Regions from separate parts of the Mus musculus genome. Here regions 1, 2 and 4 are each linked to region 3. The links are chromatin contacts, called in public Micro-C and promoter capture Hi-C maps. All regions are on one chromosome and are shown on one strand. Each heading gives the region's core, a stretch centred on a gene start, on an enhancer-like site or on the middle of the called end of the contact. The rest is flanking DNA. Distances are from core to core; before and after follow the strand shown. Region 1 has its middle 56 kb from the start of Tars. Region 2 holds the start of Ttc23l (tetratricopeptide repeat domain 23-like). Region 3 holds the start of Rxfp3 (relaxin family peptide receptor 3). Region 4 holds the start of Rai14 (retinoic acid induced 14).

Evidence for each region. Promoter capture Hi-C pulls out the DNA fragments that hold promoters and counts their contacts. A called contact is a pair of places that touch in the nucleus more often than the background predicts.
Region 1: a promoter capture Hi-C map of trophoblast stem cells shows a contact between it and region 3, with 4 times the contacts expected there. The contact joins the enhancer-like site here to the promoter of Rxfp3 in region 3. A contact is called at or near these places in 6 of 39 promoter capture datasets (hematopoietic stem and progenitor cells, hippocampal neurons, liver and 3 more), 1 of 115 datasets of contacts at active chromatin or transcription factors (embryonic stem cells) and 2 of 9 other capture datasets (adipose tissue and embryonic stem cells).
Region 2: a promoter capture Hi-C map of liver shows a contact between it and region 3, with 2.5 times the contacts expected there. The contact joins the promoter of Ttc23l here to the promoter of Rxfp3 in region 3. A contact is called at or near these places in 7 of 39 promoter capture datasets (the 3T3-L1 cell line, the C10 cell line, the HPC-7 cell line and 4 more) and 2 of 9 other capture datasets (embryonic stem cells and macrophages).
Region 4: a contact with region 3 is called in a Micro-C map of embryonic stem cells, with 3 times the contacts expected there. The contact joins the promoter of Rai14 here to the promoter of Rxfp3 in region 3. A contact is called at or near these places in 1 of 39 promoter capture datasets (liver), 2 of 484 Hi-C or Micro-C datasets (both in embryonic stem cells) and 1 of 9 other capture datasets (liver).

The regions. Positions count from the first base shown.
Region 1 is chr15:11,452,724-11,458,721 of GRCm38.p6, reverse strand. No RefSeq gene overlaps it. Among named protein-coding and RNA genes, the nearest start is that of Tars, 56 kb to the right of the region's middle. Within about 2 kb of position 1,296, at least 32 of the 459 cell types and tissues checked have an H3K27ac peak or open chromatin away from gene starts, as enhancers often do. A contact at or near this core is called in trophoblast stem cells, where this site is marked.
Region 2 is chr15:10,556,383-10,561,862 of GRCm38.p6, reverse strand. It overlaps Ttc23l (tetratricopeptide repeat domain 23-like), which reads left to right and starts at 3,194. Exons shown (of 13, transcript NM_001378877.1): 1 at 3,194-3,268; 2 at 4,210-4,281. The coding sequence starts at 3,213. It also overlaps the pseudogene Gm8174.
Region 3 is chr15:11,035,384-11,041,092 of GRCm38.p6, reverse strand. It overlaps Rxfp3 (relaxin family peptide receptor 3), which reads left to right and starts at 3,125. Exons shown (of 1, transcript NM_178717.3): 1 at 3,125-5,709. The coding sequence starts at 3,809. The coding sequence ends at 5,227.
Region 4 is chr15:10,712,433-10,718,436 of GRCm38.p6, reverse strand. It overlaps Rai14 (retinoic acid induced 14), which reads left to right and starts at 3,806. Exons shown (of 18, transcript NM_001166408.1): 1 at 3,806-3,914. It overlaps 4930556M19Rik (RIKEN cDNA 4930556M19 gene), which reads right to left and starts at 3,601. Exons shown (of 7, transcript NR_045063.1): 1 at 3,457-3,601; 2 at 1,663-1,789.

The sequences.
Region 1 (5,998 bases), core at 47-2,546, 420 kb before region 3:
TCTGTAATGTACTCTAAGCAAGAGTTTAACTTTGTTATTACTTCCATCAAATCACAGGTATATATATGGAAGGAATGGCTCAGTGTTAAAGAGCACTGACAGTTCTCCCAGAGGACCCCGGTTATAGTCCCTGTAGCTGTGTGTCCTGTAACTTCAGTTCTAAGGAATCTGACCCCCTCTTCTGACTTCTTCAGGCACTACATGCACAGAGATACCTATCCCACAAAATAAGTAAAAATTAATCAGGTTTATTATTTTTGACTGTAGTTAAAAACAAGGCAATCACCTTAGGTTATATAACTTGGGAAGGTTTGTGTCATTTAAAGATGAGGCCTATATACAAGTCTAACTTGATTATAAAAGTAGTTAAAACAACAACAAAAAAGTGCCCATGTATAACCACAACTTGAAAATACAGAGAGAACTGTGTGCTTACTTTTGAATAGCTCGTGCACATTAATGTAATCAAGGGAGAAAAAGTGTTGGAAAGACTAAAAATACATATTTCTAGTAATGCAAATAGTGTTTATGACCCTATTTATAAGCTTTTAAAGACGTTGTTAGCACTGGGTACCAAGTCAGTTTCTAGCCAGGTCCTGGCAATGAAGTAATTCTCACAGTTAATAAAATACATAGTGAGAACAGGATATGAATTTATGCCTCCTGAGAATTATTGCACTCACAAACGAGCATGCCAGCATAGCAGCTTTGGGCACCTCCAAGGACAGAAAACACCTGGAGGCTAGTTTAACACAGGAAGAAGCTGCAGAAGCAGATAGACCACCTTCCAGGTGGCTGACAAGAGTTGCTTTCTTGGGGAAGCCAAAGGACCCTGAAAGGAGGTGAATGTGCTGGAGATACCAGGAAGTCATGTGGAAATAGGAGATGGGTTGTTTTTTTAAAGGGAAAAACTGTAGTTTGAGGTTGTCACATAATCTACATAAACTAAACAGACCCAGAAGAATAATATAAATGGGGAATTTTTACTCACTCTTGAGTGAGTAACATCGTAAACTCTCTTCCTGTTCTTTTCAGTGTTCCAGGAGGTGACAGGGGTGTGGAGAACAATAGATTCTCACATTTGCTTACAGTATATTTGCTCTGGGGCTGATTGTGTCAGGTATGAATCCAGTATAAGTTGGAGGAAAGGGCGAGGAGATGAGCAAACCCTTCCCCAAAGAGCAATGAACACTGAGAAACAAAGGCTGTAACGTGAACGACTGAGACGTGTAGATCGCAGAACTTGTGGGTGAGTCATCGCTCCATCACTACAGAGACACTAAAGGTCATGTTACTGGCAGTATGGAAAGCCTACGGAAGAAAAATCCCCAGTTTGTTATACTCTGTAGTACATGTGCTGTACAGAATGATACCAGTGGAAAATTTCCATTTAAAAATATGGAAATGACAGAAACTTCTAGAATACCGAAAAAAAAAATCACCACCGAGAGGTGGGACTCAAGGGTGGAGAAGAAATTCCACATGAAGGCCATTGCTTTCATTGTAAAGCTCACATATTTCATCTTGAACATGCTTCTTCAAGTCTATATTTCTCAATGCTTTTAATAAAACACAGTTTATGAACATAAATTGAAAACTTAGCCACCATGAAATGAGACAGAGAATTACGCAAATGAGCTAGGAAGGGCATGATTATTGTATTAGAAAGCAATTGCTCTGAGGGCTAATTAGCAGGCAGAGCGCAGTTGAAAAGAAGAAAACAAATTTCTTGCAGTGCTGCATGGGCATGAATAATTGTTTTTATATGTACAGATGTTCTGCGTGTATTATGTGTGTGCAGCAACTATGTGCCTGGGGCCCATGGAGGCCAGCACGGGGGCTTAAAGCCCCTGGAACTGAAGTTACAGCCAGTTATAAGTCACCATATAGGGGCTGGAAGTTGATTCTGGGTCATCTTGAAGAGTGACCAGTACACACATATACACATACATGTGGGTGCACACACACATACACACACACACACACACACACACACACACACACACACAGAGAGAGAGAGAGAGAGAGAGAGAGAGAGAGAGAGAGAGTAAAAGGATGGTGATTTAAGAACACCATCAATGCCTTAAGGCTCCAGGGCAGACCCACTGACTCAGAGTCTGTACTGTTGATATCAAAGTGTCTATGTTCCTAAAGTTGTACGACTAATTATAATACCTCACCACAGGGTTGGCACTATGGTATGTATGCCTGTAAACCCAGAACTTGGGAAGCTGAGACAGGACTCTTACAAGTTTAAGCCTTGCCTATGCTACATATGAAGACCCTGTTTCAAAAACAAACAAAAAAAAAAAAAGGAAAAAAAAAGATTTTAAAAAGTCACTTAAGAGCGTGTAAGGCAATCCATGGATATAAGTCTGCCTAGTCTTTGCTGTTTGTGAAAGAGCACTGAGGTCCACATTAAGCATTTGAGGGTGAAGCCAGTCTTTGACCACATGTTCTCCATATGACGTGAGCAAGTTCCTGTGGATCCTATGGGAGGTTTTGTTTCCTTACTTGTAAAGTTCACAGAACAATACACCTCCTCACTCACACTTTTATATGCGTTAAACCACCACTTAGCATGCCATGCCAGAGAGATTGGGCGGAAATACTTCAAATACTATCTGCTTAGAGTTTACCACCTCTGGAGCACGTTGTTTTCATCAGTCCTGTTAGCTAAATGAGGAAGGGAGGCCTAAGCCCACCAACGACCCTTGCAAGAAAATTACTAACATTAAGCTACTTAAATTTCTCTCTAATAACTCAATCGAGCAAGTGGGTAGGATGACATAAAGAAACTAAAATATGAACTTCTTCATTTTAAAATGAAAGATAATCTAGTCATGAGCGCTTGTGACACTCAGCCTACACATCACTGAAACAAACAAACAAACAAACAAAAAAAAAATTTAAGAAACCTGTCTGAAAAAAATAAAAAAGCATGAAGCTCTAAAAGCTGTCCCGTCATCACGTTAACACCATCTCGTCAGGGGAACACTAGCAAACGTGTGTGTTAGTGGAGCGGCTGTTGCAATAAATCCTTGGAGGACCGATCGAAAAGGGGGGAAAATTCCTCGAACATTTATGAAAATGTTTTTCTTGGTTTGGTAATAAATGTTTATAACACTGGGTGTTTGCCAGCGTGGCTTTCCTTATACAATAGCTTTGTGAACATTTTTAAACTATCACAGGAACCGGCGCTAGGAAGGAGCTGGGAGGATAAAATGAACAGTCAGTAATATTCTTTCAGAGGACTGGACTGCATGAACATTTCCAGATTTGATTGCTATGAGTCACAAATTCCAAAGGCCTAATCCTTCTCCCTATCACAGTACAGTTAGATTTCACCAGTCCCTGCGGAGAGATAGAGAACCAGCTCTTTGCAAACATTAGGAACAAAGCCATCTTATTAGTCTATTGGGACATGAAAACCAAGTTTGGTACCTGAGCAGAAAAAAAATAAAATAGGAAAGGGCTGTGTGCAAAGCTGCCATCCATGTACAGACACGAATGTGATAGCGATTCCAAAGGACGGCTTTGCAAAACAGGAAAATGCTCAACTATGATGATTCACATTTCCACCTAAGGTGGAATTTCTAAAGCAGACTGTTTCCAACAGACTTCGCAGTATAACAATTCTTTTGGCGGGTGCCAAGGGGAAAAAAGAGAGCCAATTGAAAGCACAAGTCTCCATGTGAACATGTGTCGTTGTTTCTAGACTTTGTTTTCCTCAAGAGAGGTTTAGGTGAAATTCTTTTTTAATTTCCTATGGAAAGGGCAACTTAAAGGGACTATCCAAGCCTCACACTCTGGAGAACTCGCAAAGAAAATTCTAAAGGAAAGATAAAGTTAAGAAGGAGCATGTCCACATGGACAGACCATATCCTCCAAACCTGAAGCATGCTCAGAACAAGAGGAGCAAATGTTCAAAGACCAGTCACACAGCTGGAGGCTGTATTGTGGTGGCTTTTACTAGACTGTAAACAGTGACGGTCTCAGAGCTTATCTCAAAACCTAGATCCAGAAATCTTGAGGATAGGGAAAGGGATTTGTGCTTATTTTGAAATGTCCAACACAATCTAACATTTTGAATCCTCCTTCTCTGGTTGTAATACTGTTCTGAGGGATGTGGAGTCTTGAGGGATCTAGCGGGTGCAGGCAGGGTATACTGATGTCAGTCTGTTTATGCTGCTTCCTGATCTGCTAAGATGTGAAGGGCTGCTCAACCTCACACTCCTGGCACCATGGACAGTTGCACCCAATGGCCCTTGTCCACTATGATAGACTGTGCCTCTCTGAAACCATTAGACAAAATAAAGCTCTGCCTTCTTTGATTCTGTCAGGTATTTTGGTGTTTGCTGGCACAACTTTCTTTATACAATGGCTTTGTGAACATATTTTTTAAACTAGTGGACAAACTGGTGCTAGGCAAGAGCTGGAACAACAAAATCGACATGTAGTAATGTTCTTACCAAGGACTGCATGACTACTTCCAGGTTTGATTGCTATGAGTCACAAATTCCAAAGGTTTCATCTTTTTCCCTACCACAGTGCAGTTAGATTTCACAAGTCCCTGCAGAGATAGAGATTTAATTCTTTTCAAACTTTGGAAATAATGAACACAGAAAACCAATCCCAGAGAAGTAGGGTGTGGTGATTTAAATAAAAATGCCCCCTCCCAATTAAGCTCATATATTTGATTACCTGGTCTCCAATTGGTGGGACAGTTTGGGAAGGATTAAGAGGTGTGGCCTTGTTGGTGTGTCACTGAGGCTTAAGGTTTCCAAAGCCTCTTGTCATACCCAGCATGCTCCTCTCCTCTTGCTTGCAGGTCAAAAAGTGATCTCCTGGCTCTTCTTCCCACCAAGCCTTTTGTTCCACTACTGTGTGCTATAAGCCAAAATTAAAACTATAAGCCAAATTAAACACATTCTTTTATAAGTTCCCTTGGGCATGATGGTTTATCACAGCAATAGATGATACATCTGTGTACTTCATGGACACATGTAAGTACTTTGTGGATGTGTGTGCAAAAGTCTAAAGATGAGATCAGAATGCCCATAAGAATACCAACAGTAAAATACATTCAGAGTGTCAGTTAGGAACAGAAATAGAAATGGAAATTCAGAGTTTAACATTTGCCTAGCTGATTTTTAGACTTGCTTTTGTCCAGTTTTTCCTCACTTTGCTCCCTCTGGAATAGTAACGAATAGTCGGTGCCACTGCACGTTGGAAGTATGTGATCTGCTTTTTTATTTTGATATTACAGGGGTGACAGTTAAGAGATTGCCTTGAGTCTCAGAAGAGACTTTGAATTCTGAGCATTTAAATAGTGTTGAGACTGTTATAGTTCATGGGGACTTTTGAAGTTGAACTGAATGCATTTTTGCATTATGATAGGGCTACAAGCCTATGGGAGCCAAGGACTGCAATGTGATTGTTTGAAAAAGAGCAGGCCCCATAGGCTCATATAATTGAATGCTTAAGGAGTGGTGCTATTTGAAAGAATTAGTAGGTATGGCTTTCTTGAAGGAAGTATGAGCTTTGATGTTTCAGAAGTTTAAGCCAAGCCCACGGTGTGTCTCTCTCTCTCTCTCTCTCTCTCTCTCTCTCCTGCTGCCTTCAAATCTGGATGTAGAACTCTACTAAATTTGCTTCTGTGCTGCCATGTTCACTGCCATGAGGATAACTGACTGAATCTCTGAAATGCAAACCCCAATTAAATGTGTTATTTAATAAGAGTTGCAAAAGAACACCCTTTCCCTGAATGTTTCCCTAAACACATGGAGCTTCAGGGCCTGGTGTTGTACTTAGGAGGTTTTGTATTGGTTTGGTCCATCCTTCCCTTTCTGAATGAAAAATGTTTTTTTTTCTATTATACACTGGAAGTATGTACATTTTTTTCTATTTTACAAACACATAGAGAAGAGGTCGCCTTGAGTTTCTGTAGAGACTGTGAACTTTTAAACAATCTTGACAATGCAAAGATTTGGGAGAC
Region 2 (5,480 bases), core at 1,945-4,444, 480 kb after region 3:
ACTAATGACATTAGATTTGGGTCATAAAAATCCCAAAGAGCTCTCCACATATGCTTTCTCTTCTCTACAAAGTCTCCACCTAAGCTTTCTAACTTTTTCTTTTACTTCTTGTGTTTGTCTGAGACAAAAACTCACAATATAACCCTGGCTAATCTGGTACTTGCTGTGTACAGCCCAGGCTGTCCTCAAATTTGCTTCGAAACTATTTCCACCTTCGAAGTCCCGAGATTGCTTATTTCTACTTTGGGATTAAGAGTGAGTGTGTGACTCTCTGCTCCTTCCTGTTCCAGAGACAGTCGCATCTTCTTGTGCAGTGCCAGCCTCGTCTCGTAGACAAAATGGTGAAGGTCGGTGTGAACAGATTTGGCTGTATTGGGCGCCTGGTCACCAGGGCTGCCATCTGCTCTCCACTTGACAAAGTGGAGATTGTTGCCATCAATGACCCCTTCATTGATCTCAACTACATTGTCTACATGTTCCAGTATGACTCCACCCACGGCAAATTCAACGGCACAGTCAAGGCCGAGAATGGGAAGCTTGTCATCAACGGGAAGTCCATCACCATCTTCCAGGAGCGAGACCCCGCTAACATCAAATGGGGTGAGGCCGGTGCTGAGTATGTCGTGGAGTCTACTGATGTCTTCACCACCATGGAGAAGGTCAGGACCCACTTGAAGGGTGGAGCCAAAAGGGTCATCATCTCTGCCCCTTCTGCCGATGCCCCCATGTTTGTGATGGGTGTGAACCACGAGAAATATGACAACTCACTCAAGATTGTTAGGAATGCATCCTGCACCACCAACTGCTTACCCCCCCTCCCCCCCCCCCGCCAAGGTCATCCATGACAACTTTGGCATCTTGGAAGGGTTCATGACCACAGTCCATGCCATCACTGCCACTCAGAAGACTGTGGATTGTCCCTCTGGAAAGCTGTGGCGTGATGGCCATGTGGCTGCCCAGAACATCATCCCTGCATTCACTGGTGCTGCCAAGGCTGTGGGCAAGGTCATCCCAGAGCTGAACGGGAAGCTTACTGGCATGGCCTTCCATGTTCCTACCCCCAATGTGTCCGTCATGGATCTGACGTGCTGTTTGGAGAAACCTGCCAAGTATGAAGACATCAAGAAGGTGGTGAACAGGCATCTGAGGGCCCTCTGAAGGTCATCTTGGGCTACACTGAGGACCAGGTTGTAGCAACTCCCACTCTTCCACCTTTGATGCCAGGGCTGGCATTGCTCTCAATGACAACTTTGTCAAGCTCATTTCCTGGTATGACAATGAATACGGCTACAGCAACAGAGTGATGGACCTCATGGCCTACATGGCCTCCAAGGAGTAAGAAACCCTGGACCACCCACCCCAGCAAGGACACTGAGAGCAAGAGAGAGGCCCTCGGTTGCTGAGGAGTCCCTATCCCAACTTGGCCCCCAACACTGAGCATCTCCCTCACAATTTCCACCCCAGACCCCCATAACAGGAGGGTCCTAGGGAGCCCTCCTTACTCTCTTGAATACCATCAATAAAGTTCGCTGCACCCAAAAAAAAAAAAAAAGAGTGAGTGTGTGAGTAGACATACAAGAACTAACTATGGTGACTAACGGCACTCCATTTCAGAGTTAGCTATGGTGACTAACAGCACTCCACTCCATTTCAGAGTTAGCTATGGTGACTAACGGCACTCCACTCCATTCCAGAGTTAGCTGTGGTGACTAACGGCACTCCACTCCATTCCAGAGTAAGCCAACAAGCCTCAGTTCATACACATTACTAAAATTTACATTTGAGGGACAGGGTTAAGATGGCGCGGAAAGAAAAAGAATCGGAGACTTGTAATGTTGAGACTTTAAGGTTGTGTGACTTTGCTTTGTAACTTTGCAGATGAAAGCAACTTGCTTCTTTTCTGTTCAGGGCTAGTTAAATGGAGGCAGACTCATCATCACCTTTAGGAAGGGGAATTTAGTGTCAATTCTGGTACCACACTAACAGTCACAATGATCGGCAAAAACAAGTATTTGGAATAAAGAAACTTTCCCTTCACAGGTTTAAGATTTTGACTTGATGGTGTCTGACTTTATTAAGGGAAATGAGTCTTAGATAATATAAAAATAGACTCTTCTTTTAAAATGTTAAATATCAGTCATGGGGTCACAAAAATCTTCATAGAATCCTAGAACCAAAGAAGCTTTAGAGAGCAAAGGGTACATGTACACTTATAGTGTAGTCAAAGCAACGGATACCCACTGGATGGGACCTACACCAAACCTAGGAGTCAAAACGGCAACCCTCCCATCCTGAAACCACGTTTATCACTCTGGCCATCATTTCATGCTGAAGCTTCTCTTAGAAACCAGAGAAAAAGACAGGCTGGGATCTTTCCAGACGTAGGCACTTTAGGGTACAGAGTTAACCCTTGATTGACAGACCATCAGCGTTTATCACATACGAAAGCAAACTCAGTTAAATCCTCCTGCCTCGAAAGGCTTTCTTGACATTCTAGAGTCAGTGATGAATTTCCACTCCAGATACGTAAGAACAAATGCAAAGCATACAAAATAACTGTGAATTGCTTTTCTCCACAGGCGTTCTTTTTAAAACAGGAGGGACTTACCTGCTCAGTTGTTAAGAGCCTAGTGCATAGTATGATTCATTATATCACTTTCAAATGTGTGCCACAGCGAGTGTGCTCTTGTGTGCTCTGTGACCTTGTGGTACAAACCTGCGTGTGGTGTTTGCCACATGTGCCTTTCTCCCTGAAATCTTAACCATTGGACATGTATTGGCCCATTCCTGAATCTCCCTGTACTGTTTTCTTCAACAAGCGTGACTCTAACCCTTACCCAAGGAGGTAACACTGACCGTGACCCTAGAACACCTGGAGAATGAACGTTGCTTCAGGAAAGGGGAGGACTGGCTAGCCAATCATTGCTGAAAACTCGCATAGACATGGCAGTTTTAAAACCATCAGGCCCCTGAAGCCTGCAGCTCCTTCCTTTCTTCCACGGGATCTTCCTTCATCTTCAAGAAATAATGTCCTTGTGCGACAAGGCACTGCAAGACCACTCAGCAGCAGTAAGGATGAACGCCAGGGTTTGCCTTGGCTGGCCGAAAGTGCCTCCTTTTGGTGCTCCCTGCATCAACCTTAAGGCAGTGTTCCATTCCCATGGCAACGCATTGTCTCCAGATCCAGAAGCCCAGCTTCAGCGAGACTCCTCATGGCCCGGGCACCCGCACAGGCCCGAGGTAGCAGAGGTCTGAACTGCCTGGCCCGGTGAGCAGGCTGGGAAGGTGTTTCTGTGTCAGTGAGCCAGAAGAGCTCACCAGCTTCTGGAGCAGGGGCCCAGAACGCAGGCAGGGAAGATGGTAGCCGAGCTCCAGGGGCGTCCACAGTTAGGAAGCAACAATAGAAATGCCAGGGATGAGCATCGAGAGATTTGTCCTAGAGGGGGGCCAAGTGTGGTGTCCTAGTCCATCCAGGATCCAGTGCAACTGCGTGGGAACTGTGTGTGGGGCTTTGAGAGTTCAGAATGTGAAAAAAGTAGGACTTAGAAAAGGGAAGTTAGCCCTTCTGTCCACCCCCTATCCCCACCCCACCCTTTTTCCCCCCCAAAGTTGGGTGTTCTGGAGCCTGGATCAAGGAAAGTTACCACAGTATTCTTCAGGGTACGACTTGGATGGTGTTATTAATCAGTAAGGTGTGCATTTAAGGGTTAGGGATAATATAGAGAAATACATTCCACAAATTATTAACCACATCCCGCATCTTCCCACGGGGTCACTTAGTCAACAGCTGACAGTAGCAGCCTAAGTAGTTTTAGCCTCTTAACTAGAACTTCCGATTAAATAGTGACATGACTCCTGGAAAAGAAATTTTTTATTTGGCTTTTCCTTAGCGCAGCCAAACAATATTTGGGTTGAATAGGTCGCCATAGTTTGGATGATCCAGTAGAGGTAAAAGGTGTGTGGTTTAAGAAATGCTTTTAAAAGAACTTTGGAGATGTAATCTAGAGTAGAAGTTAGGGAAACTAAATCTAACCCTGATAAGCACCTTCAGTTTTTCTTAGGAGTCTCTAAACATGGGTCTGCATAGTCCGTTTGTAGATTTATATTTAGCACTTTTAATTTAAAGTCAGTAGCATCCACCGGAGGGCAATTAGAACAGATGTCTAAGCCCTTTCCCCCAAAGCTTACCTCACACGTGACTCTTGGTAGGAAGATGCAAGCCAACCCCATCTGCATTCCAACTGTTAGCAATGACGCCGACTGGGACTTCTGCTTCCACCTGTAAGTACTGACAGTGCCTTGACAAGATGCAGCTCACTGGCCAGAAAGGGTAGGACTTCCCATTTTAAGGAAAGCCCAAGTCAAGAGCTCTGTGAGCACTTTCCACAGAAGAGAAAGGTCCACAGCTGGACTGTATGTTAATATTAAGCATCCAGTCAGGTTGACAACCTCTCAAAGAGGGACGAAAAAAATTTCTTTTCTAATTTATGAAGATTTACAAAAATAAAGATTTACAAAAATAAAGATTTACAAAAATATGAAGGTTTACAAAAATAAAGCATTATTACAACTCTAGTAAAGCCAGTGAGGGAAAAAAAAAACATAACAAACCCAACGAGTAAGATCTCATGAAATAAAGAGGCAATGGACAAATAAAAGCAGTTTTAGATTTATTTTTACTATTTTAAATTATGTCTTGTGGGGGGGAGGCAGGGAGGGGCAGGGATGTGAAAGAGGAATGGATGCCTGTGGATGCCAAAGGAGGATGTTGGATACCCCGGTGCTGTAGTTACAGAGAGTTGTAAAGGACCTGACATGAATTCTGGGAACTGAGCTTGTGTCTTCTGGAAGAGCAGTGAGTGCTTTAACAAGTCCTACTGAGCAGATCCTGTGTGCCTCTCCCCTACATCAGGGCCGCATTATATAGCTGCTAATTATAAATCAAAGGGAGTGGAAGCAGTTTGGCCGAAGTCGTGCAGCTAGTTAGTGGCATTTAATACAGGTAGTCTATTTTTTAACCATTATCCATTTCTCTATATGGAGATCTCTTACTCTTGGCACTATTGACATTTTGAGTTAGAAAACTCTTTGGGAGGTTTCAAAGCATACTTTGCCTTTACCCATTAAATGCCAGTAGCAATGCCTGGTTAGTAGCAAAAATTCTGCCAAATCCACCCAGGTGGCAGAATCAGCCTTAAATGAGAACCCTGCTTTGTACAATGGCCCTTGTGTAGTCATACAGCAGGAACAATGGCTATCAACCGCTTCTATCCTTTAAACTTTTCTGATAGACATAATAAAATGTGGACATAAATAAGTGTATTTAACTTTAATGCTGTCTTATTTCAGTATATTTAAGATACTATATACAACTGCTGAAAAATTGTATAATAGTGAGTCATAATAATTTAGCCTATTTTCCCATTTTTGAGAAGATCTTAACATTCACTAGTCATATTTCCCACTCATAATAGCCACCT
Region 3 (5,709 bases), core at 1,876-4,375:
TTAACAGCACACCTGATGGCTTATGTCACCCTGACAGGCTTTTCTCCCTCATGTTTGTATGCATACACCATCGGAGCAAAACGGGGTCAGCGCTTTGCAGATAAATGGTCCAGAGTCTCGTTTTCTCTGACAATGAGTTTATGTGGAAAGGGAATTTGCCCTTTCGTCATACACTTAGTCAAAAAAAAAAAATCTTACACATTATCTGGGATGCACTTGGAAGAGTAGACTAAGCAATGAAGATCTTTCTAGCTGTGCTGGCCGGTGCTTTGACAACATTCAGTGAGAGGGCCACTGACGAGCAGCCATTCCTGAGGGTTCAGGCTGAATCCTGAGAGAGCTAGTGCTCCCAGCACCTCTGCAGCAGTGCCCCTTCAGATCAACAAGGATTTGAACTGTAGGAGAAAGCAGCCAATCTTCTCCATGGCCCCTGTATCGTTACTCAAGTCACGTGTATAGTGAAGTATCACTGGAGGCCATTGTTCCCAAGAATTCAAAATTATTTACCTAGAGGTTTAGAGTTTACATGGAAATTAGTACAGAGGCTCAAACTTAGAAAAAAAAATTAGAGTCTCCTGGCAGAATGTTCTAATTGTAGATCTCCAGGCTCCTTTTCAACCCTTTTGAGAACCAGAATCTCTGAAGATGGTGTGGGATGTGAAAAAAGTCTGGAAAATGAATTCGAACAAGCTCCCCCCCACCCCAGTAATTTTGATGTTGCATGGCCAGCAACTATCTCAGGCTATTCTGGAGTGCCAGTTACTTCCTTACACAGGGCTCGTGAGGCTAGACAGATCACGTGACTGTGGAATGGACTTGTTATCTGACGGCTCAGGGTCAGCCCCAAGCTTACTCATTCCTAAGCCTGAGAGCCTTAGACCTCTGCACAACCTCTAAGACTTGGAGTGCCCGTTTGAGGAGTGTCATCTGGAGCATCACTGGGAGGTGTGTAAGAATCAGGCTGTAAAGATACAAACACTTACTGGCCTTTGGGACCCTCCTCACTCTAAGATGCCTGTGTAACACTAGCAGCAGGGTATCCCATAGCTACGGTTACAGCCCCTGGGTGACCTGAAACATCCCTCAGCACATGATGGAGGCAGAATTCAGAACCAGGAGATCAACTTACCTCACTACAGATGGAGGCCAGGAGTCTTAGCTTCTGACTCCCTAGGAAAATCTCCCCCTTTGAGCAACAATCAGACATAATGCTCTTAGCAGTATCATCAGCTCCACTGTAGTTTAACTGAGGAGCATCGAGGAGGGTCAAGGCTCTGTAGTTGGGAAGATGCACTGCATCAATGATGAGAGGGGCGTGCACCTAGCCTAAGACAGTATACTATGCCACTTCTGTACACATACTTTTAACTCCTGCCTAAAGGCAATGCCTTTTGGATTATTTTCCTAGAAATGGGAATGAGACCACAAAGGATTTCCCACATCCTCCAGTGCACCGCTCCCCTGACACTGCCTTTAGATCATAGATTCTTAAAAATACAAGAAAGGGGAGTGTTTGCTACAGGCAACACCTTGCCATTTACAGAGACATTTTGGAATACACGGCAGGAGAGAAAACCGTTACTAATATCTAGTGGAGACAGGTCAAGAGTGATGGTCACCTGAGTCAGAATGTCAATGTTTCCAAAACCTGGAAATTATACTTTAGACTAAAATGACTTCTCAGATGAGAGACACACACCAAAGACCCCAGAGGGCCAAACTCATGACTTCATTCTTTTGCTTTGGCAGTTAGCTAAGTGAATCTCTCAGCCTATACCACAGACCTCCAAAGAGCAGAGCACTCGTCAGTATTTCTGAGCTCTATCTAATCCCCTTGGCTTCATTTCTTTAGTGGCCAGAAGTCAATAGGACTCTCTTCTTAATAATATCAGCAGCCCCTATGCTCAGTGTCTGTCTCAGTGTCTGCCTCCTGACAGTCTCAGGAAGTTCAAACTTCATTAGACATGGTTTATGATTCATTTTGCTTTGTTTTTCTACTTATATTACAATCACACAACTCTTAACTATTTGTATCACCCATCTGAGTGTGAACTCTACAGATTGTACTTACCATAAAGTCTTCTAGTCATGGAATAACACCTAACAAAGCGAGGCTAAGTAAGTATTTGTTAGATGAGTGAGCAGACTAAGACCTTTACTGCATAGGACTTTCCGTATCACCACAGGTTTCCTTGGTTTTCAGTAGCCCTTGAAATACAATAAAAAAGAAAGAAATTGGCAGAGGAAGAAAACGCTTTTTTAAAGTGAGAACGTGCGCTTGAAGGCGAGGCTATAAAGCCAGGATGCAAGGAGGGGTCCACAGAAGCACAGAATTACCAGGGCAGAGAACTTCAACATATTAAAACTGATCGAAGGCCAGTTGATTTTTTTTTTTACTGAAGCTCTTGCGACCTCTATTGGTAAAATCGAGAAATGCAGCGTCTGCAGCGAAGTGCCCTTTTAAAGTCCACTTTGGAATTAAGACTGTTTAAGGTTGCCGAGGACCTCTTTTCTCTTTTATTGTTCCTTTGACTGATTACAAGTCTTTATCTCTTTCGCTCCATCTGTCCGTATATCCCCAATTACTGTTAGTAAAGTCAAGTATTATCCCAGAAGTGAGGGCAATTACTGCATGCTTAGCATACTTGTTTTTCAGGTTAGTTCTTCTGTCAAGAAAACACTTCAGCTTCCTTAAGTCCTTCTAAGAGCAACTAACCTGGCATCTAAATAAACTGCAAAGTTGAGACGTAACACGTCTCCCCCTCCCCACGGCCCCCTGTAGCTTCAGTTCTTAAAATATACTCAATTCCAGGCAAACATCAACCCTTAGAATTCTGCCAATCTGACACCAGGTAAGTGTTCAGCTAATTAGAGGGGAGATGGGGCTTCAGTTTGAGTACTAGGAAAAGATTGGTTATTTGATTTAAAGAACAAAGGGTGTTACTATTGTGTAAGTGGGAGAAACAAACTATTGTGTTAAGGTGGGGAGAAAGGAGAAAAAAAAACCTCGTCCTAATAAAAATAAGAAAGGAAGAAAGCAGACTCAGACTCACTCCAGACACCGAGAAAATAAAAGACTAAGACCACTCCTTCTGCAACTTGGAACAAAGGGGAGTTAGTTGCCAGTAGACTCTGCCTCTCCCTGCGTGGCGCGCGGGGTTCAGCACTTCGGAAAGCACCCCCATCTTCTCGCACGGAGATTATGCAAGCTCTTCGGGGCTCTCAGCAGAGGTGGGTGCCAATGTAACTCATCAAACGCTGGCAACTCACTGGGGGTTGACAATATCGGACACACAGAAAACACCAACGGAGCTCCAGGAAGTGATGGCGTGAATCAGCCTTCAGGCAGTCAGAGCGAGACACAGATGTCCACGATCTGTTTTCCTCTAGAAGGAGAGAAACTCCTCCGGGCAACCTCAGAAGCCAACAAAGGTACTGGGAGAGCCGTGCTCCTGAGTAGGGGACTGCATCTAAGTGACAGCAGGAAAGCAGAGGGGTATGACTCAGTCTTAGAGTAGGTAGCTGGAGACTCAGTTCTCACCAGGAGGAACCTTGATCCCCAGCCACTTGCCTAGAACTATCCTCTCTTCTAAACCCACCAAGAACTGATGCTGAGTGCAGCCAACCCCTGCGCCCAAGGCGGTTCTGGGCGCCAACGCGGCTCAGCATCCAGTTTCCAGGAGCCCTTTTGAGCGTCTACATAGAAAGCTCAGGCACCTGCTTTGCGCGCCCGCCTGGGTACCACACCCGGAGCAAGCGCTGACTCTCGGTAGTCGGCTTGCAGAACGTGACTAAGGCGCACCTGAGCATGCAGGTGGCTTCTGCAACCCCCGCGGCCACCGTGAGGAAAGCAGCTGCGGGTGATGAGCTCTCAGAATTCTTCGCTCTGACCCCAGACTTGCTGGAAGTGGCCAACGCCAGCGGCAATGCGTCGCTGCAGCTTCAGGATCTGTGGTGGGAGCTGGGGCTAGAGTTGCCAGACGGTGCGGCGCCTGGGCATCCTCCGGGTGGCGGCGGGGCAGAGAGCACAGACACTGAGGCCAGGGTACGGATCCTCATCAGCGCGGTTTACTGGGTGGTTTGTGCCCTGGGACTGGCCGGCAACCTGCTGGTTCTCTACCTGATGAAGAGCAAGCAAGGCTGGCGCAAATCCTCCATCAACCTCTTTGTCACTAACCTGGCACTGACTGACTTTCAGTTCGTGCTCACTCTGCCCTTTTGGGCTGTGGAGAACGCACTAGACTTCAAGTGGCCCTTCGGCAAGGCCATGTGTAAGATCGTGTCCATGGTGACATCCATGAACATGTACGCCAGCGTCTTCTTCCTCACTGCTATGAGCGTGGCGCGCTACCACTCGGTGGCCTCGGCTCTCAAGAGCCATCGGACCCGAGGGCGTGGCCGTGGCGACTGCTGCGGCCAGAGCTTGAGGGAGAGCTGCTGTTTTTCAGCCAAGGTGCTGTGTGGGTTGATCTGGGCTTCGGCTGCGCTGGCCTCGCTGCCCAATGCCATTTTTTCCACCACCATCAGGGTGTTGGGTGAGGAGCTCTGCCTCATGCACTTTCCAGACAAGCTACTGGGCTGGGACAGGCAGTTCTGGCTGGGTTTGTACCACCTGCAGAAGGTGCTGCTGGGCTTCCTGCTGCCGCTGAGCATCATCAGTCTGTGTTACCTGTTGCTTGTGCGCTTCATCTCCGACCGTCGCGTAGTTGGGACAACAGATGCAGTAGGAGCAGCAGCAGCGCCTGGGGGAGGCCTGAGTACAGCCAGCGCTAGGAGACGCTCCAAGGTCACCAAGTCGGTGACCATCGTCGTCCTCTCCTTCTTCCTGTGTTGGCTGCCCAACCAGGCGCTTACCACCTGGAGCATCCTCATCAAGTTCAACGCCGTGCCCTTCAGCCAGGAGTACTTTCAGTGCCAAGTGTACGCGTTCCCAGTCAGCGTGTGCCTGGCGCACTCCAACAGCTGCCTCAACCCGATCCTCTACTGCTTAGTGCGCCGCGAGTTCCGCAAGGCGCTCAAGAACCTGCTGTGGCGGATAGCCTCGCCTTCGCTCACCAACATGCGCCCTTTCACCGCCACCACCAAGCCAGAACCTGAAGATCACGGGCTGCAGGCCCTGGCGCCGCTTAATGCTGCTGCCGAACCTGACCTGATCTACTATCCACCCGGTGTGGTGGTCTACAGCGGGGGTCGCTACGACCTGCTCCCTAGTAGCTCTGCCTACTGAGACCTGCCAAGGCTCAAGGTCTTTCAAGGAAAAGGAGAGGGAAGGGAGAACAGTTTGGAGGCTGAAGGGGTGAGAATGGAGAAATTCCTGGGAAAGGGATGTGGGGAAGAGCACTGTGACGGCGCCAGAGGAGGACTGTCCCTGCAGAAATCACATTAAGGAAGGAATACCTGGGACCAGATAGAGCAAGCAGCCTTGCCTCCTAGTTCCCACTCCATGCCTTCTATCCCAAGCCCCATTTCTGCACGTGCGCGCTGAACACTGGGACACCCAGAAGCTGGGGAAGGATCAGAGAAGCAGAGGGATTGAGTTGTGTAGGAGTTGGTGCTCATATAGCCTTTCCTAAGCTCTTTGACCTGGGAGTGTCCCAAGCAAGCATCTAACTTGCTGTAACCATCTGGGAAAGAATGAGAAGTTAAACCCCGGTATCCTTTATCACCCTCGACAGGGCTAATGTGCACGAGCTGAGACTGATCTCCTCC
Region 4 (6,004 bases), core at 2,557-5,056, 320 kb after region 3:
CTGTGTTCATGGCTTTCTACTGGGAGATATCAAAAGAATGCTTTTATGTTTTTAATGAATACTTGAGCCTGTGTATATACGCGTAGAATATTCTCTCCCTGTCTTCTGCTTGTATTATGTCTTCTGCTTCTTCTTGGGACTGGCTTCAGAGCTCCATGGTTCTCTCAGCCTGGCTGCTTTTGCCTAGACAGAGAGGGGACTGTGTGCTGAGTCTGCTTCCCATCACTGTAACACAATACTAGAGATAATCAGACTATGAAAAGATAAGCTTTAATTAATTAATTTGGACACTCGAGATGAGGTCTCCTGTAGCCTGATCTGGCCTTGAATTCACCATGAGCATAAAGATGACTTTGTACTCCTGATTCTCCTGCCAAGAGCTGAGATTATTGGCACGTGCTACCCATCACTCCTTGCTGAAAGCCTTATTTTAGTTCACTGTTACGGAGGCTGCACTCCATGATCCGTCGGTCATGACGCTTGCTCTTAGACTTGTGTCAAGCACTGCATGGTGGCCAGCATTCATGGCACCATCAAGCTGTTTGCCTCATGGCCAGGAGCAAAGATAAAAAGCTACTTGAGTGTCACAGACCCCTTCAAGGGCACATGTCTTTGGACTGAAAAGCCTCCCTGTCCCTACTAAAAGTTTCATCATTTTTCAATAGCACAGTCCTGGGGATCATGCCTTGAACACACAATGGACACTTCAGATCCAAACCGCAGCACTGTCCACACACCAAATATTTTAGTTTTAGTGTGCTTTTTCTGAGAGGTCATGGAGTTGAATATTCTGATGTTCTTTCACTGATTAGGAAAGGGAGACCAGAAGAGGCTAAAACACTTCAAGTTCAAAGCCAAAAAAAAAAAAAAAAAAAAAAAAATGGATCTGATCACCTGGCCTCTTTGCTCTTATTATTCATCATATATGCAATATATATTGTGCAACACTTACCTTTCTGGGGGTAAGGCATGCAGGCAAGGAATGCAATGAAGTGGAAACTTAAGGGTACTTTGGAAAGTCAGTTAGGTGGTGTTTTGCTGGGGCAAACATATGAAGGAATCTTTAGCTAACGTGGACACAGGTGAAAGGATGTTTTGAGAGAGCAAACACACAAAAGGATGCTTGATAAAGAAGTATAAATATGACCCCACAGACAGTGGGAGACAGCACTGAGCATTGGTTGGCTTTGCTCCACTTCATTATTCTTTGCTAACAACACACATATATTGGTTCGCCTTACATGGTGTTGTTGAGCTCAACTTGTGATAACGCCGCCATTGAGTAGAACTTCCCAAGAACTGCTTGTGAGGTTCCTGCAACAGCTTGTGGTTTCTGCGGCAGGTTGGTGAGCCCGGCAGGTTCCTCAGGACTGAGATACAGCTGTCTAGTGTCTTCTTACTAAAAGAACTAGACTGTAGCTGCTGGTTTATGCCTGGTGTCTGCCTGCCTAGAGGACTGGTCTACAGCTGCTAAGTCATATTTGGTGTTTGCTACTGAACTGCTGCCAAAGAAGATTGAATTTGCCCCCCAAAACTATTGCTAAGCAGGTCCTCTCTCCCCATATCCTAATAACCTTTCTCTTCCACTACCTCTACTGGGTGGTGGGCTAGAGGAGAGGTTAAACCCGTAATAAAAATGGGTTACAAAAAAGTTATACCTACCATGTAACCTGTTTATCCCATCAGATTTTAACAGTCTTTAGATAGCAGTTACTCACTTCATTCTGGCAGCCAATTCACAGTCCCAGACATGTTCAAAACCTGAGCTCGGTTAGCATTTCTAAAACTCCTGGGCAAAACAAAAACAAAACAATGAGAAGACGTTACTTAACCCCAAACCGATTTCTGTGCAGGAGGAAGCATTTTGAGGGTTGTCTAAGGAAGGTTGAAGACTCTAGAGTACACTGGGTGTTAATTTTGAGTTTGAAAAGATTGAATCTGCAAACGGTTTTGGCACAGTCTCCCCTCCACACAGTGCCTCACACACATCAAACTTGCTGATGGGGGCTGAGTTATAAACTAATGAGGGTAGCACACAAGGCACCTATGGGAACAGGGCAGCGTGAGAAAGGGGTCTTTTCAGGTGACCAGGAAAGATAAGCAGAGGCGAAGACTTGGGTGATGAAAGGCTGGTTAGAGAGACACTTGTTGAATAGTTTAACTACAGTTTGTCGTCGGTTTCCTAAACAATATGCACACACTGGCATTTCCAAAGGAGCCTTTGACAGGCTGTACCACCCTCCCAGCTGCCTCTGATTCAACAAAAAGCAGATCCACAGGTGGTTACCTTTCCTCCAGCTGGAGGATCGGTAGAAGGTACTTAAATACTCTGTTGGTAACTGATTAAAGAACCCAAGATCAAAACCCGGTTAGAAGAAATGGCCCACACTACACAGGGTGCTGTCAATTGTTTCTTTTAGTGTGGTTTTTAGTTCCACATCACATGTGTAAAAGTGTGTATCTTGCTTTGAATTGGCTCCCCACTCCCACTCCCCTGCCCCGCCCCCCCCCCCCAGGGATTCTTTTTGATGTATGGTACTTAGGAAGTAAAGACTATTGAGCTAAAGATGAAGCTTTTGTTTTCTAGTTGGCAAGTTCGCTTGTGAAAGCTAAGGCAAGGTGTTCTCTTAGGGAAAGGAGTGAAGGGGTGGGGTAAAAAAAAACAAACAAACAAAAAAAAACAAACCACCCGATCCGATGGTAACACACAAAGTCAAGATACTGTACACTGATTGCTGTTAGGGTGACTCTCACTTCTGTTGGAACTGGTTGTTTTTCCTCCTTACTTCAGTGGACTTACAGGCGATCCTAGCAAAAATAGCTAGGATCTGCTTACTCTAGAAACCTTTCTGTGCGAAAGACACAACACCAACCAGGAGTCCCATGGAGCTTTGGTGAGTCAAACTTTTTACGATCTAGCTGGCTAGTGGGACTAAAATCCCTGCTTAAATTAGGGGAATAATAGTGAGATTTCAAACCCTCAGAATTAATGGAAGGGTCGATTCGGTTCAGAGGTCCGGTCCTGGTGGTCTGGGGGAGGGAAGCTTTACCGGATCTCAGGACTTCCAAACTCAAGACACCCCGCTGAGGGCGCTCCTGCCCCTATCTAGCCGGCCAGTCCAGGCTGTAGATAGTCTCCCAAGCCCTGAGCAGAACACAACTAAGTTTTGTCTTACACCTGAGGAGTGTTAGGAAACAGTCGCTCCAACCAACTGGTTTAGCCCAGAAAATGTAAGTACATTCTGGTTTACTTTCTTTTCGTTCACACTGGAAATGGAACCGATCTCAGTCTGGTTCAGAGGGGGCTTGGGTCGGTGACTCGGCTTTTCCTAAGACTACAGATAACTTTGGAAACTGACCAGAAACAAGTACTTTTTCCGAGCCCTTATCCTACCCCAGCGGTGGAACCCGCATACCGCGGATCTCACTAACTTCAAGTTAAGGTGTGAGACAGACCCACGCAGAAGGATTCCCACGATCCGCAGAAACGCAAGCGTGGACGTCCGGGACGCGCCGCGGGCCGGGGCGTGGGCGGTCGCAGAGCACCTCCCGCAGGTCCAGGGAGCAGCTCCGGGGCCAGGTCACCTGACTCCCGGAATTTGGGGCCGCGCGGAGTGGGAGTGGCTAGCAACTCCCTCCTGGAGCCCACGGGATCCAGGTCGGGGGCCGGCGCCCGGCGGCCACGTGGTGGTGCTGCCGTTGCCCCCGCCCTGCCGGCGGAGCCCCGGAGCTGAGCGCCCACTGACCCCGCGTCGGGAGGAGGAGGAGAAGGAGGAGGAGGAGGAGGAGGAGGAGGAGGAGGGACCCAGCGCAGGAAGCCGAGCAGGAAGCGAGCCCGGCAGCCGCACTTTCCTGGGGAAGCGGCGGGCGGGACGGCCAGCGGGGCCAGGAGCTGAGGCCGCCGCTTGGATGGGGTGAGTGGCGGCGGCGAGGCTGGGGTGCGGGCTCTGGACTCGGTCCCCGCCTTTGTGTCTGGGGCTGCGCAGAGCTCCGGGCGCCGAGAGGAGCGGGCGGGAGTTTTGGTCTGGACAGAGCTTTGGCCGCTCACTGACCACGGAAGACAGTTGGAAGGGGGGGTGGGGTGGAGGAACGGGAGGATAGTGGGGATCTGGCAGAAAGAGAGAGAGGTGCGACCTAGTTTGGAAAGGGGGTTCGCCTCCTCTGGCGGTCTGGTGCGGGACAGTGGCGCGGGGTGTCTGCGGAGGGAGCGCGGGTGGGAATGAATGACCGGACCCGAGAGGACGCTGTGGCTGCGCCCCCGGGGCAGCCCGTCCCACTTTCGTGCCCTGCCCCGGGTCCGGTGCCCCAGTCCTTGCTCCCTGGCTCGACCCACCTCTTGACTGAACTTGGAAAAGCCGGAGACGGGAGGTGGGAGCGAGAGACGCCCGGTGGCTCTGGAGACCCACAGTCCGCTATTGTTCCTTTACGGACTCAAGGGAGCTGGTGAGCTGTCTGGAGGGCGCAGGCGAGACCACCCTGGGCCTGCCACTACCCCTTACCCCCAACTCTCCTTGTCATTTTCCCCCACCACAGCTCCTAGGAGGGCAGGGAGGAGGATGCTGGAGTTGGGAAACATTCCAAGCTGCTGGGCTTAGGTCGGCATCCTTCGCGACCCGTCCGGGAGGGCAAGCATCCATCCTTCTTTCAACTCTCGCCTACTGTCTTGGGCCAGTTTGTGTCGCCAGTTTAGGTTCTGCAGTTTCCAGTAGTTTTTCATTTTGGATTTCACATTTCCTTTGGTGGAGGGGGGTTAAGTATGGAAAGGCAACAGATGGGGAGATTAAAGCAGATGGAGCCCACTGTGACTTAAAGAGGCAGGGGTGACCTCACAGAGGCCTGAGCTTTATATAAAGCCAGGCTTTCTTTTCTAAGGAGCCCAGCTCAGCTCAACTTTACGTCGTTACCAAGTATGCAGATGCAAGGCCACTCACTTCGTACCTGCTCCTTCCCTTCACTCTGAACTCTGGTGATTTGAATGCTATCGGCTTTAGGAAGAATAGCGCAGAGCAGAGCTGCCTGGGACTAGAAGACTGCTTATTGTCTGGGGTATGAGATCTCAAGGTTGTGAAGGCTGGCCTAGAGAAGAACAAGGTTTGTCCCTTTAGCGGATCTAGCGTTTGCTCTTTTAGCGAGAACTTGCATCTCCTATGGGTTTGAACGGAATTGGAAAAAAGCCTGTGAATCCCAGGGAGGTTGGACTTCGCTTTGTCCCACCAGTGCTGGGCCCTTGCTTACACGTGAGAAAGCGAGTCGTTTTGTTTTGTTTTTGACTGATGGGTTTAATTTTTAACTGTTAATGATAACTTACTATCGGAGTCTTTTCTCCCTTAGGCTTATAAGACAGCCAATTTTATCAGAAGAAATCCCATTCTTGTTGACTAAGTACTGGGAGAGACATCCTGTGCGGGGCTGTCAGTTTTTTCTCCAACTGTGGAGATGCTTCGTGAATGAATTTATTGTATTATTTACATTTGCATCCTTAGATGTGTTTTTATGACTTTAAAGGGCAGTGTAGGAGTTCATACATAGCCCAGTTCAAAGATCTTTGTGCTGTCATAGTAAAACTGACTAAGAATGGGCTCCCCAGTCACTGGGGATTCGGTGAAAAAGTAATATAGTGGCCCCTAACGTTTACTGTCTCCAGACTCCCACTTCTTAACGTGTGTAAGCAGAAGGTACAAACACTGCCTCCCTTGTTTTTGTTTGCTCTGTGTGTGTGTGTGTATGTGTGTGTGTATGTGTGTGTGTGTGTGTGTGAGAGAGAGAGAGAGAGAGAGAAATGGGTGTATGTGCAATTGTATGCACATGTATGTATGTGTGTGTGGATGTCTACCTGTATGTTTTCATGTGAGCACCAGTACATGCTGTGGAGATGGGAGGACAACTTGTCCAGTTAGTTCTCTCCTATGACGTGGGTTTGGGGAACTGAGCTCAGGGCTTCAGGCTTGGCAGAAAGATTCTGTACCTGCTGGGCAACATGGCCGCTTTGATCCTTTTTCCTGTT